3 separate regions of the Mus musculus genome follow, and all the other regions are linked to region 2. Evidence: chromatin contacts called from public HiChIP or PLAC-seq and promoter capture Hi-C data. All regions are on one chromosome and are shown on one strand. The core of a region is the stretch at or near the end of the contact, and the rest is flanking DNA. Distances in the headings are between cores, read along the strand shown. Region 1 overlaps Rapgef4 (Rap guanine nucleotide exchange factor (GEF) 4). Region 2 holds the start of Sp9 (trans-acting transcription factor 9). Region 3 overlaps Rapgef4 (Rap guanine nucleotide exchange factor (GEF) 4).

Evidence for each region. Promoter capture Hi-C pulls out the DNA fragments that hold promoters and counts their contacts. HiChIP or PLAC-seq counts read pairs in DNA pulled down with a chosen protein or histone mark.
Region 1: a contact with region 2 is called in an H3K27ac HiChIP or PLAC-seq map of T-cell acute lymphoblastic leukemia, with 11 times the contacts expected there. The contact joins the enhancer-like site here to the promoter of Sp9 in region 2. A contact is called at or near these places in 5 of 39 promoter capture datasets (the 3T3-L1 cell line, embryonic stem cells, liver and 2 more), 1 of 15 datasets of contacts at CTCF or cohesin (embryonic stem cells), 2 of 484 Hi-C or Micro-C datasets (embryonic stem cells and pro-B cells), 4 of 115 datasets of contacts at active chromatin or transcription factors (T-cell acute lymphoblastic leukemia, embryonic forebrain, forebrain and 1 more) and 1 of 9 other capture datasets (liver).
Region 3: a contact with region 2 is called in a promoter capture Hi-C map of liver, with 2.3 times the contacts expected there. The contact joins the enhancer-like site here to the promoter of Sp9 in region 2. A contact is called at or near these places in 3 of 39 promoter capture datasets (embryonic stem cells, frontonasal cranial neural crest and liver), 6 of 115 datasets of contacts at active chromatin or transcription factors (embryonic forebrain, embryonic hindbrain, embryonic stem cells and 3 more) and 1 of 9 other capture datasets (embryonic trunk).

What each region holds. Positions count from the first base shown.
Region 1 is chr2:72,081,559-72,085,226 of GRCm38.p6, reverse strand. The region is part of intron 4 of Rapgef4 (Rap guanine nucleotide exchange factor (GEF) 4); the gene reads right to left. Among named protein-coding and RNA genes, the nearest start is that of Gm29940, 28 kb to the right of the region's middle. Within about 2 kb of position 2,241, at least 22 of the 459 cell types and tissues checked have an H3K27ac peak or open chromatin away from gene starts, as enhancers often do. A contact at or near this core is called in T-cell acute lymphoblastic leukemia, where this site is marked.
Region 2 is chr2:73,270,559-73,274,048 of GRCm38.p6, reverse strand. Sp9 (trans-acting transcription factor 9) reads right to left here and starts at 2,123. Exons shown (of 2, transcript NM_001005343.2): 1 at 1,958-2,123; 2 at 1-924. The coding sequence starts at 1,978.
Region 3 is chr2:72,116,260-72,119,796 of GRCm38.p6, reverse strand. The region is part of intron 4 of Rapgef4 (Rap guanine nucleotide exchange factor (GEF) 4); the gene reads right to left. Among named protein-coding and RNA genes, the nearest start is that of Gm29940, 63 kb to the right of the region's middle. Within about 2 kb of position 1,851, at least 82 of the 459 cell types and tissues checked have an H3K27ac peak or open chromatin away from gene starts, as enhancers often do. A contact at or near this core is called in forebrain and liver, where this site is marked.

The DNA of each region.
Region 1 (3,668 bases), core at 992-3,491, 1.2 Mb after region 2:
ACAATAGAAAAAAATTAATGAAACCCCAAATTGGTCCTTTGAAAGAAATCAATAAATTTCTAACCACACTCATCAAGAAAAATCTAAAATGAAAGAAGCATAAATTGCCAGTATAAAAAATGAGGGATCTCTTTAGAAATCCTACTACATTGAAGTAATAAGTAAACAAGCAATTTTACGTCAATAAAATCTAAGACTTACTATAAAATAAGCAAATTACTTGAAAGAGTACAATTTCCTGAAACTGACATATGAAGCAATTGAAAACCTTACACAGTTCCATCTCTATTTATAAACTGAATATGTTCTCAAAATCCTTCCCATAAGGAAAACTCTAGGACAAAAGGCTTCATAGTGAGTTCAGCCAAACATTGAAAGGCAATAATAACACTTAAATCTTATACGACTTTATCAGAAAAAGTAGCAAGATGGAATTCCCTTGACCTATGTTGAGGCTATGGTAAACCCAACACCAAAATTTGAAAAAAATACTTTATGAAAAGAGACTTGGAGATCAGTGTCAATTAACACAGGCCTAACTCTCCTTAACAAATATTAGCAAGTCTAAGGTGGCTATGTATAACAAGGAAAATCAGTATTTTGCACAAATATTAAGTTTACTTTAAAAATGTAAGACTACAACACGTCATCAATAATAATAAAATGTGATAAATAATAAAAAATAAAATTGCAAAATAAAAGTATTTTGTAATCTTAGTGACTTCATGAAAAAAAAATCTCTCAGCAAATAAGACATAGAAGATATCCTTAGTCTATACTTGAAATCATATTTAATGGTGAAGTGCTAAAGTTCCTCTAAAATCGATGACAGGAAAAGAATGTGGGCCCCTAATGTAGTTACCTTAACCAGTGTAATAATGCAGGAAAAATTAAATAAAAGGCATGAAGTCAGAGAAGTGAGAGTCCCATTATATGCAGATGCTATTGACTGTTCAAATGGACAAGTCATGTTATCTCATGGGACAATATTTATTTTCTATATCTGTTATAATGGGTTATATGACTTTGAACTGAATCATGCCTCCAGACTATGCCGGACGCACAGTGATCATTATGCTAAAAATACATATAAGTACGCAGTATGAGAAATATACGTATTAGCCTACTGACAATATACATTCATTTACCAAAGCACTTAGCAAAGGCTATCTTAAAACATGAGGTTATCTTTGCTCTGGGGCCCAGCTATGACAAAGTTAACACTGTGATGTTTACAGACCCATTAGTGCTCAGAGACGTCCCAAAGTCAGAAAAGTGACATGTGTTCCAAAGTGAGGCTGTAACAGCTCTACTGCTTTTATGCATCCTGTCTATATGGCCACACAAGCTTCCTGGGGTTGTTCTATCGAGCATATACCTTCCTGTGGTTTACACAGAATAGTGCAGAACAGCCATGAAGGAAGTTAAGGAGAACACAAGCAGTAGTATTCCATCTTAATGCCCTTTTGGAAAACCTGTATTGACATCTACATAGAGACCTTTCTGGGAATGTACAAATACAAGCATCAGTGGTGGACAGCTGGGAGTGGTGGGAGTGGGGAGAACATTTTTATAATGTAGCTTCGGCATATTGTTTGAACTTTCAATATTTATGAATGCTTTTACTTTAGAACTAAAAATAAAATTGAGAAGCCTCTTGGTAATGTAAAATGCTACCAACATTTAAAAGCCACCGTGTTTAGTCTTTTTCTCCTTTGAGCCCACTAAGATTAAAGGATTCTTGTTCTCTCCTCTATGTTTTGCTTTAAACATCAAGATCACAACCCTGGTGCTTTTAGTGCTAAAATCCTTCCCAGCTTCCCTTGAACCAAGTACAGCAATGGGGTGAGTACACAGGGCAGGGCAGGTCACAAGCTCATTCTACTGATGTTCTACTGACTCACAGAACTAAGAGCACTGGGGAGTTGAGGGTTGACTCCCAGTAAGACTGTCTGGTTAGCCAGAATCTATGCCTTCTGACGGCATATGACTCCAGTAACTGGTCTTCCCACCCCCACGGATGTTTAGAGACCCTGTAAAACTATACAGACCACAAGCCGTATAGATCTATGCCATCTAGACCACAAAGCTGTAGTTAGAAAGACTTTCAATACATGGAATCCATCTGCCAACCACTTTGCAGGCAACAAAACGGAAATTCAGAGAACCAAGCAACTTGCCCAGAGTTACATCTGTGAGCCAATCAGGTCTTCTGAACCTTAGGAGAGGACTGACAAGGGACCAGAGGACACGCCCTGCACAGAAGAAGGCACTCTCATCAAGAAGAGTACCTTCTTGAACACAGGCTGCTTTAGGTGGCAGACTTAACAAGGAGCTGGGGGGGGGGGAGCAGTTTCCTGCCATAAGCATAGGTCCAGAGGTTGTCCTCAAAAAGCAACCCTGCCATTCCTTCACCTCATTACTCTGTTCTGGAAAATGCATGTACACTTTTCCATGATTGGTCCCTTAGACTAAAAGACAGAGCGTATGAGACCCATCTTTCTGACACATGACACAGAGCCAACTCGGGAGTGTAACTAATACTAATGTGGGCTTCTTGGGGTGTTTTCCCCAGTTTCACTGCAGGCAGAAGAAATGCTGGAGCTGTCTAACCTGGTGTGATGATTTCTGTCATCCTCATCACCTTCATCCTCATCATCCTCATCATCACTATTCATAGTCAGAAGCTATGAACCAGCTTCTAGAGTTTAAGGGAAACCAATGATAAGATGCTGAATTGCTTAGACATCAGTAAATCAGAGCCTATGCCGTGCCAACCAGCAGTTTTCTAGAGCCTGAGTACACCTCTCACTCCCCTCTGCTAAGGAAAGGGGCGTGCCTGGAGAATACTCAAACTAGCATCCCTCAGGACATGAGCTAGAATTCATAAATAAAGCCTAAAATAGTAGATATAAAATATAGAGTCAGTCTTATCCGCTTCTGCATAAGAGTGCCTAAAGTCCTCCCTCATAGATGGTTGTTTGTTGGGACTGGCTAATGGGCACCCTACACTCAGAATAATAAAATGGCTACCATCTGTCAAAATCACTTTTTTTTTCACTAATTCAGGCAAGTTTTCCAGCTATTTGTACGTTCCCCTGATGCGTTAGACGTGAACAGCCACACAGCCTCGAGTGTGTAGGCTGACATCTTGAGCACTGAAGAGACCTTGTGACTATAAAATCTTCAGAGTTTCTAGGGGATCCATTCTGGCCGGACCCAAATGCTGCTCACAGGGACTACGTGGCCACCCTTTCCCCCAGACACATCATAACTAATGATTTTAACTTTGATCTACAAGAACTCAGTAAGCGGAATGATGAAGATCTTCCAGCTGAACAAACAGACCAGGGCGGACCCCTTACCATCTGCCCTGACTCCACCCCAGCGTTTCATCAAAGTGGTGTCGTTCAAAATATGCAAATGGCGTAGTAATACTTTAAAAACAAATGAATTATGTGGGCAATTTACCCAAGGTAATTAAGAATGCTAAATCAAACAAATTATCATCTTAAATGGCAAGTAAGTTTTAATTAAACTTGATTTCTTCACTAAAAATGAAACCACCAACTCAACAGAAGGAAGCTCATGTGGATAAAAAGTGGCATGCATGTTAAAGGGGAAGTGTCGTGACTTTTGATTCACACAAATAGGACTGGTTCTTAGCT
Region 2 (3,490 bases), core at 874-3,373:
CTCCTGGCAGTTGGGGCAGTCGCAGGTGGCGCGGCCCGAGTAGCGACGGGCGGAGCGCGCCGAGCTGCCCCCGGCGGCGGCCGCCGCTGCGCCCGAAATCATAGCGCTGGCGGCCGCCGCGGCCACCGCTGCGCTGGAGTCCGAGTAAGAGGGCAGCACCGGCTTGAAGCCGTCCTGGGCCAGCAGGTGCTGGCTGGTGGAGAGCAGGTGCGAAGCGGCGGCGGCCGACGAGCCGAGGCCGGTGGAGCTGAAGGCCGAGTGCGTGAGCGAGCTGAAGTCGGGGTTGTAGGTGCCCAGCTGAGAGTGCAGCGAGGCCTGGGGGGCGCCCGAGTGCAGCGAGCTCTGCAGCCCCCCGGCGGGGTTCTGCACCTCCAGCCAGGACCCAGGGCTGCTGTGCACGTCCCACCACGATGACGCCGCGCCGTTGGTCACCTCGCCCGCCGCTAGGGTCGAGTGGAAGCCCGACTTGTACCACGACTCGTACGGGTGCGCCATGCCCACGCGCGGGTACAGACCGTCGGCCGCCGTCGTGTGCACCTTGGAGATGAAGGCCGACTGGCCGCCCGCCTCCTGCGGGGACACGCCGGCCGCCGCGGCCGCCGCCGCCGCCGAGTTGGAGAAAAGGCCGCCATAGTCGCTGCTGAAGGCGGACGACGTGGGGGACGTGGAGGCCAGGCAGAAGGCGCTGTTGGCGGCTCCCGAGCCACCCGCCAGGCTGCCCGAGCCGCGGCCGCCCGTGGCCACAGCGAAGCCGGAGAGACTGGAGCCGAGGTTGCAGCTGGACGAGGAGCGCTTCCAGGGGTGGAAGCCGCCTTTGGCGAAGGCGCTGGACTCGGGCAGGGTCGTCAGGGGGCTCGTGTTGCCGATCTTGTTGCAGGTCGCCGCCAGCATGGCCAACGGGGTCGTTCCGAAGCGTGGCTCTTCCTAGAGTGGGTGGGGTGAAGGAGGGAGCGAGGAGGAGGAGGAGGAGGGCAGGGAGAAGTGGGGGAAGACACAAAGTGCACCGGTGAGCAGCCTCGTTCCCCCCGCGCAGATCCCGGAGGGCCCTGGCACCCCGGCTCGCGCCTCCTCCCCGCACGCTGGCGGGGGACGCGCCGCGCCCCGCGCAGGACAGAGGCGACCACGAGCGAGTAGGAAAGTTGTTCCTCAGTGAGACTATAGATCAGAAATGCCTCGGTTTTCGCCACTTCGTTCGCTGCCACCCTTGTCTAGAATCAGACTTGGGTTGACGCCATAAGCCCGCTCATCTCCCAGAAGCTCCCAAGTCGCCCTTCCGGGTGTAGCACGAAGGTAAACACACACAAGAAATAACGGGTGAGGGCGGGGGGTGGTGGCCAAAACAGCCACCCAGTGCTGGAAGAAACTCTTAGAACATTCCTCGAATGAGTGGCTACGACTTGGCTATTTTCTTTTATAGTTCAGAAACGTAGTTTTGATATTTACACAACGCACACGATTACAAAAAGAATCCAAGTATAAGCGGCTTTCAAAGTCAAGGGCAAACTGGGGAGCCACGCTAATGTAAGTGTTTATTAATGTAACTTCGTGGCCTGCAAAACAAGACTTTCCAGAAAACACTGTAATGTAATGCAACAACCCCCAAACCAAGTGGCGGGGGGTGGGGTTGGGAGTGGGGGAGTGATGTTAAAATCAAGAAGGGAAGAAAAGAAACATTCGGCTTTGCCTCAAAAACCAGTTAAAAGGGAACTTGCTTAAGACATTCTTTTCTTGCAAAGGCAAAAGGTCCCAGGTTCCAATAACTTGAAAAGATCGGTTCCAGAAATGTAGAAAATGCTAAAAGGAAACCAGAGCTGTGGTATAGCAACAGTTTCTTGAGAGATTCTGGCCCAGAGAAGCCATAAGAAAACAAAACAAAAACAAAAAACCACCACCAACAACACAAAAACAAAACAAACAAAAATGAGCAAAGCCTTTGCAGCGAGTCTTTTTCACTTACCCCAAGTATAGACGTGGCCATAGCAGGTTTTGGGCTGCGCGGCGAGGCCCGGAGCGGTGTTAAGCCTGGCGGCTGCTGGGAATCACGATTCAGGTCCCGCGCGGCTCCCGCGTCCCGCGCTCGCGCCGAGCGGACTCTGGGCTCCCGCCGGCAAAACTCAGCCTAAGTGCGAGGAGCACCCGCTTTGAAGTGCCGCTGGCTGCGCCTCTCGCCCAATGAGGGCGCAGGCAGAGCAGACGGGAGCTGCCCCGCAGCCAATCAGACGCTCCGAGGGGCCCGAGCCCGGGCTCCTGGCGCGTGCCAGTCAAGTCTGCGGGCGTGGGTGGGAGGGGGGCGGGCTAGGGACAGAAGAAATTACAGTGCAATTAAAAATTTACACACACTCACGTACCAAGCCAGGTTTAAGTACTGTTGAGACCAAGCCGCAGGCCCCCACCACTCCCACCACCCTGGCCACCTTGCTACGTAGGGCTGACAGTCTTCACTCTCCACTTGTGGGAAAGAAGCAGGAGAGGGACACCCCGGCCTAGGGCACAAGCAGAAATGGTCTGCGTTCACTTTGTGTGTACACGTTGTTGCTGCGAAGAACTTGAACTTGTAGCCATCACTCTTGCGATGGATTTATCCTTGTCGTGGTCGTTTTCCCAGATTCCTGCTCCCACCGTACTCTTTTTATACTCAGAGTCCTATTGAGCAGAGGGCGCAAAGGACAGCTGGGCCTCTCCAGGCAGGTCTACACCCACAGACTTGTTAGGAGAGCCCAGAGCCTGCTGCATCCCGCCATTTCCCTCCAGCGGTCTAAGTGACTTCCTAATTGTCGCTCTGGCCTCTGACCCAGGGGGTAATACAAGTGCCTATCACACCAGAAGCTCCTGGTGGTAATTGAGGGCACCCTTTGTATGGCTTCGCCAGCGCCTAGATACCAGGTTAACCCAGTTGTCAAATATGACTAAACAGTGGGACGTGCTGATTATCTGCCAGGTTTTTCTGGGGGCTGGCGTGGGGGTGGGAAGCATCAGCCCATACAACACTCTGCACGAAGCCGCTTATTTTCACATTGTAACAACTTTGGAAACGGAGACCGGCGCGAGCGGCGTCCGCCCCCCCACCGCCACCCCCGCCGAAGCTGCAGCTTGCACCGCTGTTTGTTTAACCCGGTGGAGATTTGCATGTCGGATTTCAGGTTGAAGTCGAGTTTTAGGGGATGTTTATAGAGTCATTTTTCTTGCTTCAGATTCAAACTATCTCCACTGCAGACTGCTAGGGCCTAGAAACTCCGTCTTCAGGGCCAAGGGACTCCAAAGGAAGGCTCATCTTCATCAGGCACCCTGCTGACACAGCCTTTGGAGGACCTCTCCGGAGCCTTCACCGAGAGAGTCTGCGAAAGCCAGGCCACACGTGGGCGCCTCCGCCTTCTGCAAGCTGGAAGCATCTTCAAAGCCTCTCTGGACCTTGGTGTAAAAAGAGGTGTCCTCACGCATCGCAAGGCGCCGCCGCTGGAGGGTTTCCTGTTTCTGGGCATTACTTTTGTCT
Region 3 (3,537 bases), core at 602-3,101, 1.2 Mb after region 2:
TGAGCTGGCTGGCCCACAAGTGACCCATAACTAATGCATCTCAGATTTGTGCCTTCAAATCTGGGGTTGTGGACAACTTGTCTGCAGACTCTCATCTGTCATTATCAAGGTCCACACTAGCTCCCCTTTACCCACAAGTTTCCAGGTGATCTTGAGTTTAGTCTGGGGAATCTCTTGTGGCTTAGGAAAGGCCCTAGAGCAGGCACACAAAGGCTGCAAATAACTGTGATAGGATGCTAATGTTCTCTGAAACTGTCCATCACACCTCCAACTAAGATAGTGGCCATGTCTTGTGTTGTTGATCTGATATGGAAAGAGCAATGAACGAAAGAACTAAAGACTTCTAAGTGCTTTGCAAGGATGGAGTGCCAGGGGGAAAGGTGGAATCCTCGACTGATATCCAGTAACACCCAAAGCTGATAGGCCATGATGAGGAACTGTAAGCCAAATAAATACTTACCTCCCCAACTTGCTGTTGGCCATGACACTTTATCTCATCAATGGTAACCTTGACTAAGACCAGAGGAATCTACGACCGGTGACAGTGAACATCTTGATTAAGACTAGAGGAATCCACTACCGATGCCTGTGAACAACCTAACTGAGATTCTCTACAAATGGCAGTAACTTACTACTTAATGTTCTCTGAGTCAGTTTAGTAAAGCCACTTGTACTCATTGATACCAGGAATTTCTATGCCAGTTGGAAAAAGGATAGCCTACCTCTCTTCTCGTTGTTTTTCTAGCTGAACCTGCGCACTGCGCTGCTCATTTGAGAAAGAAGTCAGGTACCCACTCATGTCTCCTTGCCACACATGCACTTCTACCATGCTCTCATCTGCCTCTGATCCCACCACGCAAAACAGATGACAATGACTTTGGCTCTTCGCTTGTAATCAGCCATACTTTCCCATCAAGCATCTTTGAGCTCAGTACTGTCCCAGAATTTTGAGGGAAACAGATGCCATGGTGATGAGTTGAAGGGGAAAAATGGCAGAAATTAGTCTGTAAAGTACTCTCTGGGAATCAGCTCTGTGGGGAAGGTACTTGCTGTATAAGCACAAAGACCTGAGTTCGAATCTCTGTAACCTTCATAGAAAACTGGGTGTAGCTCCAGCTCTGGTAGATGGAGCCAGAAGGATCCTGTGAGATCTCTGGACAGCCAGTCTAGACAAATAGTGAACTCCAGGTTCAGGGGGACACTCAATCTAAAATAATAAAGTAGAAAATGACAGAGGAGAACATCTGACCTTGATCTCTGGTCTCTGAATGCATACATGCAAGAAAGCATGTATGCACTCATGTGTACACATGACTGTGCCACGTACACCCAGAAAAAGAGAAAATGAAGCAGAAGAAAATAGAAAGGAGGGTGGAAACGACACATTTAGGGATTGAGAGAAATCAGAAGACAGGAAGACACATCCTAATTTAATATCTGACAGATGTTGCAGTAATACTCATAAAGACTAGGTCAGCACTGGTTTTAGAGTAAATCAAAGAAAAGATCAAGTCAGGCCTGGCTTCTAGGATGTGAGACCTGTAACCTGTACCACTGAGGGGGCACTGGGCCTGGATTACTAATGTGGAGCTGCTGTCCTGGGGTTCTTAATAATTGTTAACAAAGGGTCCCATGCTTTCCTTTCCATTTCTGATCCTGACAGAAAGGATGGAAATCATGGGATAAGACCTTTCTTGTACACATGTCATGACTCGGAGGGAGTGGACTTGAAGGGAGTGGTATTCTCCACATACCCCCTCCCTGTTTCTCACGGATTCATTGCCAGCTACCTCTCTTGGTTTACAGATGCTAGCCGTGTTGGGTGGAGGAAGGAATGGGTAACCTGGTGGTGAGTGCTGACAGCAGGAAGCCACAGTAAATTAGGCTCTAAGTGGATGAGACTCTAACCTCCTTCCACCCACTTCCTCGTTTGCAGAAGCAGGAAATGACATTTCAAAGGACAACCAAGGAAAATTCTTCAAAATAAGTCTCCCTTAGATAAAGTCTAACTTCCTTGCAAAGAAAATGCTTGAGTCCCCTTAGGCAGGGCAGGGCCCAGGAGAGGTCGCACAGGTCACCGGGGAGTCCCCAGGGACAATTGTGGAAATGGCTGTCGCCAGTTCCCTAAGTTCTGACTCTGAGCATTGGCTCTTATCTGTCATCAAACCTGCCCAAACTTCCTGTCCTTAAATAGAGTCATTACAAACGTCACCAGCAGCTTTCCTTAGGAAAAAAAAAAAAAACCCAAAAACCAAAAAACCAAAAACAAACAAACAAACAAACAAAAAACACCAAAAAACCCAAAACCGGAGTTCTGTCATCAGAACCTCAGCTGTCCGAATTGAAACCCTCTAGGTGGCTGTCAGTTCACACCTGCTGTCCAGCTGCATGCTCTCAGCTCGCTGTCTAGCACCCAGGCATTGCCTTCTGTCTTGCCTTCCAGTCCTGAGGCTGCTTGCTACGGTGGCACGTGGGTGGACTCAGCAGTACCTACAAAGCAAGGGAGGGGCACGGGGCCTCTCTCTTTCTGTAGCTGCTCATGTGTGTCTCATACACCACAGTGCAGTCCCAGAGTCTGAGAGACAGAGTCCAGGGACGCAGAGTCCTTTAAACACATTACGTGTGTGCTCAAGCGCCTTTTCCTTTGCAAAGCTTACAGCATCTATTCTCTAAAATGTTTCCTTGCTAAGGTTGACCTGAACCTTATAAAATTCCTATCTGTATTTAAATCTCTTTCCTTGCTGATTGGTGTTAGGAAGAAGCGAATCAAGCACAATCAGACGTGTATACAGAGCTGGATCTATGTAAACACCTGTTTGACTATAACTCATGCCTGTGTCTAGACTAGCCCTCTGCTAAGACCTTCTCCTTTCAGTGGGAACTGCAAACTGTGATGGCCTCCATGGGAGAAGAGCATATGTTACTTGGACACCGTCCTAATCAGAAAAGTCTCCCAATGAACGGAGAGCAAAGCTTGCCTACGTTTCTAGCAACAGGACATGATTCAGGCTCTAAACCACTGAAATCTATTTGTAAGCAAGCAGGACTTCTTTCTGACATCACTGAGATGCTTAAAAGTGTGCCTGACAAAATGTGAATGATGAGAAGTCAGAAAAAAAAATGGATTTCTTTATAAAATGGGCCCCAAAGATGTCAAAACCCCATTAATTTAAAAGGATCCGGTGTCATGTGTTCTCTCTCACGGCCCTTTAGCAAGGGAAAAATGAGTGTCTGTACTGGTAAAGTATAACTCCGTTAAGTATTGACAGAGAATGTCCGTCTTGAAGTTCTCATTCAGATCTGCTCTCCGAGATGATGAATGTGGCTTTCCTGGTATTTAAAATGAGATTCAAACCACCTACCAATCTCAGGAATTTCTTGTCAGCACTCACACACTCCTTTCCTTGTCTGCAGGCTCTCCCCCAGTGGAGAGGTGTCTAGGAAGTCGATTAATGCGCACCCTCATAACCCCATAAGTGGTTGCCAGCCCCAGGAAGATGGACAATTGGGCTCTTCGCCAGATCAAAGACTTCCCAT